Linked DNA regions of Dromaius novaehollandiae: region 2 is linked to region 1. Evidence: chromatin contacts called from public Hi-C data. All regions are on one chromosome and are shown on one strand. The core of a region is the stretch at or near the end of the contact, and the rest is flanking DNA. Distances in the headings are between cores, read along the strand shown. Region 1 holds the start of LRRTM2 (leucine rich repeat transmembrane neuronal 2). Region 2 holds the start of HSPA9 (heat shock protein family A (Hsp70) member 9).

Region 1 (3,363 bases), core at 789-3,288:
AAAGAAAACAATAAAGCCATTGTTCCTGTAATTACCCTTTGCGTGAAGATGGCATTGTTTGGCTCGGGGAAATGTTCTTCAGTGGTAACGACCATGCCTGCTGTAGTTGGCATTTCTTTGTCTCCCATATGGAAATTAGAAGAGCTCATTCTTTTTGTGTGCTCAGTAGTTGGAACTCTGTACGTCGTCGCCAGGGATGTGACAACGGCCGATAAATTCCAGCAAAGCTGAAAACCATAAACCGCGTCTAGAATATCCTCGCCCTGGGTGTGGTCTGGGCTGTGGCAGAGGATCGAGTGCTCCCACCGACCTTGGAAGCCACTCAGCCAGGTGGCCAGGGCACAGATCTTTGGGCTGCATTCCCACAGATTGCCGGAGAGGCCCACTGTAGTTATGGACGTGAGGGAATTTAAGATCTTGGAGTCCAGGGTGGTTAGCTTGTTGTTATCCATTAGGAGTATTTTAAGGTTAGGCATAGTTTCAAAAACTGTTAGATCGATGGCTTTGATTTCATTTCCAGTCAAATCTAGCTTTTCTAAGGTGCCCCAGGTCCACTCCATCCCACATGTCAAGTTGCTAATTTTGTTCCACTGCAAGAAGAGCGTGTGCAGGCTGCTCAGCCGGAGGAAATGAGCAAAATTAATCTTTGTCAGCTGGTTGTGCTCTAGGTGAAGTTCCCTCAGTTTGATTAATCCTGCAAATCCATTGCGAGCCAAACTTCGCAAGCGATTTGTGCTCAAATCCAGAAACTCCAAGCTACGGCAGTCCCAGAAAAGGCGGACCGGGATAGTCCGCAGGGAGTTGGAACGTAAATGCAAGGTTTGTAGTTTGCGAAGGCCATAGAACAACTCCGGGTGCAGAGAGGACAACTGATTAAAAGAGAGGTCCAAATTTTGCAGGTTAAGCAGCTGGCTAAAAGTTGTGTTTGGCAAATGAAAGATTTTGTTGGAACTTAAGACTAATTCCTTAAGTTTATACAGTCCTTGAAAAGAATCTTCTCTTACTGTTGAAATTTGATTATGATCTAAGTGAAGCCAAGTAAGTTGACTGAAGCTTGCAAATTGATCCCTTTCAAGTTCAGTAATATAATTGTGCCTCAATGACAAACCTAGAGAGCCCTTTTCAGTGGTGTTTGGCACTGAGTGAAACCCCTGAGAGTCACAGTAAAAGAGCAGCTTCTCACAGCGACATTTTGGTGGACAAGCCATGCCCAAGGCAGGCAGCATTTTTAAAACCATACTCATTGCATATAGTGCTGCCAGCATACGAGCCCCTAATGGCCACTTGAAATGTAAGCCTGCAGAATATAATTTAGGGAAACAACAAGATAGGATAGCCTTATCAGTATACTTTGAACATCACCATGGAAGATTTCACTGCAGATAACATTGCCATGCATTTCCGAAAAGCTAATTCTAAATGCAAGAAACAACTTTATGCTACATACAGAATACTTGGATATTATACTTAGGGTGAGTCTTTATCGGTATTACGGAGGATTACAGTCTCACAATCTGAGAACAGTTTTCATAAGGTTCAGTTCAGAAAAACTGGCTTTAGTACCTGACTGCTGCTTTAAAACATAGCTGTTCGTTCATTATACAAGATAGAGAGAAATGTGTAAACTTACCCATTCTTTTGAGTACATTGGAGGTTGCATTCAGTCGTAGTTTTAGACTCAACGCCGTGAGTCTGTGGAAGGCTCTAATGCGAGATTGCCTTTGAATAATTTACTGGGTTTAGTGTCCTTTGATATTAGTGCAAAATTGAATCCACGATCCTCTCCTAAAGTATTCCTTTTGAAATCGCTGGCTTGATCTCCTCTGACAGGTCTGTGATTTTTAAATCAATGCTTAATACAAGTTTTTGTCCTCTGTGACTGCTCAGCTGTTTAATTGAAGCTCCCGATGTCGTTTTCCGCAGCTGTGGCTTCCTTTAGTCCTAACTTGTTGATGGCAGATGGGTGGCTTATTGCTGAGAGAAGCTCCTGTGGTAGCATGAGTGCGTTTACTGAAAAGCTTTTCAGGGCAGCGGTACAAGAATGGGTTTGCTTATGTGCCGCGACCACGCAGGACTGTATATAGGCTGACGTCACCTGGTGACGTTCCTTTTGTTTGGGTTTTCCAGAAGCTTTGCTGTTTTAAAGCATTGTGGTGCATACTGTGATCACGTTAAAGACCACTGGGGGGGGGGGGGGGATAAATCCACCGGAGGAGTCCTTCGTCCCCACAATTTGAGGAACGGGAGTGACTTGTCACCACCCACCGCTTCCCCCTCCCTATTAGGTCTTTGCTAGTTTTATTCGGATGACATTAAAAGCAGCGGAGAGCTGCAGTTGGAAGCGTCTTTAACGCGAGCTGCTGCCAATTTTCTGTTAGGTTTTGCTGCATGAAAGGAACTTTAAGGCGTAAAGTGTACGCGGCTTGAATGGGCGAAGGCTGATTAGCAGCAGCTTTTCGCGGAGGTGAGAATGATTTGGCAGTTTAAAGCTCCGCAGCCCGACCGCGTGTGCCCGGCGTCCGCGCGGGCGTGCCCGAGGGAGCGCTCCTCCAGGCGGGCCGGGAGCTCGGGGCGGGCGGCCAGCCCCTTCGCCCACCCCGAAGCACAGCGCCCGGGGCTGCCGTTTAAAGCGGTGAGAAATTTCTGGAAAAAAAGTAAAGCTTGCGTAAGAGCACGGGAAAAATTTCATTGGACTCCAGCTTGACAGCATGCAGTTATGAAACTAGAAAACCTAATTTTTTTTTTTTCTCCAAAAACTCTTGCTTTTGTACTGACTGATTTGTTCCTGGGGGCTGGAGTGTAGGAGACGGAGCTGCGGGTTTGGCGTTTACAGCTGGGGCTCGGAGCAGTTGGAAGGCTTCACCACGGCCGTGCTGCCCGGGAAAAGGTGGGCCCTGCTTCCGCTGGGATGGCGTGCCGGCCCGGGGCCAGGCTAGAGCGACTTGCCCTGCCGCAGCGTCTCGCAGACGCTTTCCTGGGGTTTCTTTCTGGTGTGCGCAGGAGACCATTCGGTGAGGCCGCTCTGGCCTTGGCTCCAGTGGGAACGAGCCCCGGGGGGGGATTCGCGCCCTTCCTCCAGCTCCTTGAATAAGCACTTGTCTCTCATTTTCACTATGAGACATGAAGCAATCATGTACTATTATAAAATACTGTGCAACAGTGAGGTGGCATTTGTGGTCTCGAAATCTGGAAAGAACTGAGAAGAATAAACTGCCCTTTCTGATGGGGAGGGGACACGGAGATGAATTGTGCCAAAAGGAGGTTTGGAAGAGGCCACCTACCCTTGTGACTAGACTTTGGTCCCTTAGAGGGAGTCACATTTAGGCTAAACTTGTTTTCTGCCTGCTTCTCTCTGTCCTCCAG
Region 2 (3,571 bases), core at 108-2,607, 240 kb before region 1:
AGAATTTAATAAAATTTCAATTTGCCATATAGTCACAAAGCAATTACTGCCCTCGTTTGTCAGAGATACAACCAACCCCTATCACCAGGGTGAGCAAGTAATCTGTGAACATGCTACCGACTTAGCTGGCAAAAGATATTTCAGTAAGTTAACCTGAACCTTCAGCATGCAAAGAACAGCAGCAGATAAAAATTAACTCCATTCCTTGAAGCTTTATGCACTGTCAGCAACAAATGACTGACTACATCTTTTGAAGAAGCTGCGGTCAGTCTTTTGCAGTAACTCATAAAATTTTGCACTGGCCACAACTTTGCATGTCCAAGTCTGTAACTTGGAAAACTTTAGATATATCATCCTTTTTTCTGTTCTGAAAGTGAATTTTTAACAAAATATCTTCATGAGATAGGAGCACATCAAAACATGAATAATTTGCTAATTCTCCAAGACACTTGGCCTACCCCTACTCCATGAATGGGCAAGGGTGCAACAGTCCCGGGTTAGGGCAGGCGAGTGCAGGCTATCTGGAGCAGAAGCTGCTCAGTAAGAGACAGAGAACAGCAGGACCAGCATGAAGAGCTGTAATTTTTGATGTCCGTATCTGCTTATAATATTTCTCTGCCAGTCTTTTCCAACTTGATACCTGCTATTACTTTTACATGAAAAAAAAAACCCAAACTACAAAGTACAATATAAAATAACACACATGCACACAGACAACCCCCCCCATCCCCCCGCAAAACAAGGCCCTGAGCAGCCTTGCCATGCTCTTCCTTGGGAACAAACCCAGGTGCACGGAAACCACGCTTTCAGCACCCTGTCCCAGCTCACCCACCACGCTTGACACCCATTACGCGGTTTCTGGTGAAAACCTCGGTATTTGCAGCGCGGAGAGCCCGAGGAGGCCCCGCAGGCTCGGCGGCCACATCCCCCCGCCGCGGGGCGCTCGGCCCCGGGCCCAGCGACCCCGCAGAGCGGACTAGGCCCGACCCCGCCCGGGCCGGGCCTCCGAGCGGCCGCGGCCACCCCTGCCCACCCCCCCAGCGCCCCCCCCCTCCAGCGCCGCCCGCGGCCCCCTCACCGCCCCCTTCAATCCCCTTCGTCCCCCGGCCCTCAGCGCCGCCCCCCCCCCCCGGGCCGCCGGTGCCCGGCCCGCGGCGGCGCCGCACCTGCGCGAGGCCGGGGGCGGCGGGGCCGGGCCCGCCGCACGGCAGCAGGCGGGGGAGGCGCGCGGCGGCGCGGCTGGCGCTGAGCATGGCGGGCGGCGGCGGAGCGGGCGGCCAAGAGACGAGGGTGCGCGCGGCGCTTCTGGAAACCTCCACCCACATGGGCCGCGGCGGGGGGAGCGCCCGCGCCGCAGGACCCCTCGCGCGGGCTGCCCCGGCAGCCGCCTGACCCCCGCCCGCGCCTTCGGGGCTCCGCTCGGAGGCGAAGGGCACGGCACAGCTGCGCGCCGCCCTCCCGAGCACTCGAGGGAGCCTCCCCGGCGCGGGCGGCACGGACTGGGGGAAGCGCGGGTGTCTAAGCGGCCCTCTGCGCGCCGGCACAGCGGCGGGCAGCCTAGGTCCTTCGTGCAGTCGCGCACTCAAGGTCGGACAGGATAAAGCGCAGGGCGATTGCAGCGGCCTTGCGTCAGGGGGCCGCGATGCGCATGCGCAGCCAGAGCCCGGACTCCGCATGCGCGGGGCAGCGAGGGCCCCGGCGCGTGCACGGGCAAGAGCGCGCGCTGCGGCGCTAGTGCGGCTGCGCCGAGCGAGCCGCGCTGCGGAGCCCGCGCATGCGCTGGAAGGCGCGTTGCCGGGGCGGGTGGAGCGGGGCTGGGCGGGAAGCTCGGGGGCGCCAGGGAGCCCCTCGGGGGCCCTGGGCAGCCCCTCGGGCCGTGCCCCACACGCCGCGCTGGCGGGCAGGCTTCAGTCCGGGCTGGGCCTGGCACCACCGCTCCCGTGTCCTCCCCCCCGGCGCGGCCCGTTGGTGCCTTTTCCCCAAAGGCCTGTGAAAATTCACGTTAAAAATGGGGGCAGAGTCCAGCGCTGGTGTTGCACTGATGTACGCACATGCGCTCCTTGCTTTAGAAAACCCATTTTTGTTGCCAGATGCCCCTGCGCCCGGTGGTGCGGAGGCTCCTCATGGCACCCGGCGCTGGCCCCTGTCAGCCGAGGTGGCACAGGCCAAGGTGGCCTCTCCCCAGGCCCGTGGGCTGCGCAACTGCCTCAGCTCCATCCAGCCTGGGCCGCAGGTTTGTGCTGTGGGACCAGGATCTGTCACTATGGCCCAACAGATACCAGCCACTATGCCTGATAACTGAGCTGAGATTAGAGGACGTGAGTGGTAACTGCTGGGTCGGATTGCTTCCGCACGGATGACAAAACCTGACCTCATCTCTCGGGCATCTTTATTCATGTAAAATACGCAGCCCGGGGTGCCTGGGATGGGCCACCTCTCATCCAGAAACCAAAGGGAATGCATGACTGTCACCCTCTCCCGCGACCAGAAAGGGGCAGCAGACAGCCACGCTACCACTGCATTTCAGGGTATTTCATGAATTAGAAGCCCAGAAGAAAGACAGCTTAATTCAAATCACTGACAACTCCCAAGTATTGGCAAGGCTGTAATTAAAGCACAAACACACTTAGAAGTAGCTCTCCGGGAGCTCTGTCTGCACCACTCCTCCCTGCTTGCTTTTTATCTCCAGGACAAGAAAGGCAGGCTGTCCGATCCTGAAGGAAACAAGCCCTTCACGTTGGGCTCCATGACATTAACAGCTCAGGCAGCTACCGACAAAGCAACAGGCAAGCACATTTCAGCAGTCTCCACAGAGGTTGTAATAATAAGTGAAGTAAGAAATTCTCTCCCCTTTGCATTTCCTCTAAGATGTCCAGTGCTTTCAGCTCCTGCTGACTTCAAATGACCAGGAGCAGCAGGCAGGATTGGCCCCTGTGTCTGCAGTTCTCTGGCCTTGCACCACCTTAGGGAAAGAGGAAAAAACTTTGAAGAGCTGGCAGGGAAGGGGCTGTGGTGAAAGCACCAATTTCTGGATGATTTCTGGTGATACGGTTCTTCTCAGAGGATCTGCAGTGAGGACCATGCACCAGATGCCCTCAGCTCAACAACACAGAAACGATGAGAAGGAGCTGCCCTGGGGGGACCCAGTTAACTTCCTTCATGTCAACTGTTGCCATGCGCAAGGAAGCTTTGAAGCACAGAAGCTGGTCTCTCCGTAGGGTAGCCCTTCTGCAGCTGCAAACACAGGGCTCCTTGCAGATGCCCTGTCAGCAGGGCTGGTCCTGCTCCTGCAGAGATCAGCAGCAAAACATGTGTTCAACTCCCATAGGGGCTGAGTGGGGTCATAACCAGTTTCCTATAAAGCTTCAAGCCGTTCTGATGTGTTTTTCAGCTCTGTGGGTATCTGTCTTAGAAGGATGTCACTGTAACTGGCAAAACGCAAGGAGATTACATGCACTTTTCAGTGGAAGAAGCATTTTTGAGGCATCTGTCAGTGCCGAGGCAGGCCAGGACTGCTGGCAGCGTGACAAGGCCTGCAGGGAGCTCTGCATTAGCTTCTCCACATTCATTA

Evidence for each region. Hi-C and Micro-C count contacts between places; a contact is called where the count stands out from the background.
Region 2: a contact with region 1 is called in a Hi-C map of liver, with 8 times the contacts expected there. The contact joins the promoter of HSPA9 here to the promoter of LRRTM2 in region 1. A contact is called at or near these places in 3 of 4 Hi-C or Micro-C datasets (brain, liver and ovary).

Annotation. Positions count from the first base shown.
Region 1 is chr15:3,323,536-3,326,898 of bDroNov1.hap1, reverse strand. It overlaps LRRTM2 (leucine rich repeat transmembrane neuronal 2), which reads right to left and starts at 2,038. Exons shown (of 2, transcript XM_026097706.2): 1 at 1,631-2,038; 2 at 1-869. The coding sequence starts at 1,660. The region is part of intron 7 of CTNNA1 (catenin alpha 1); the gene reads left to right.
Region 2 is chr15:3,560,317-3,563,887 of bDroNov1.hap1, reverse strand. It overlaps HSPA9 (heat shock protein family A (Hsp70) member 9), which reads right to left and starts at 1,357. Exons shown (of 17, transcript XM_064520812.1): 1 at 1,167-1,357. The coding sequence starts at 1,325.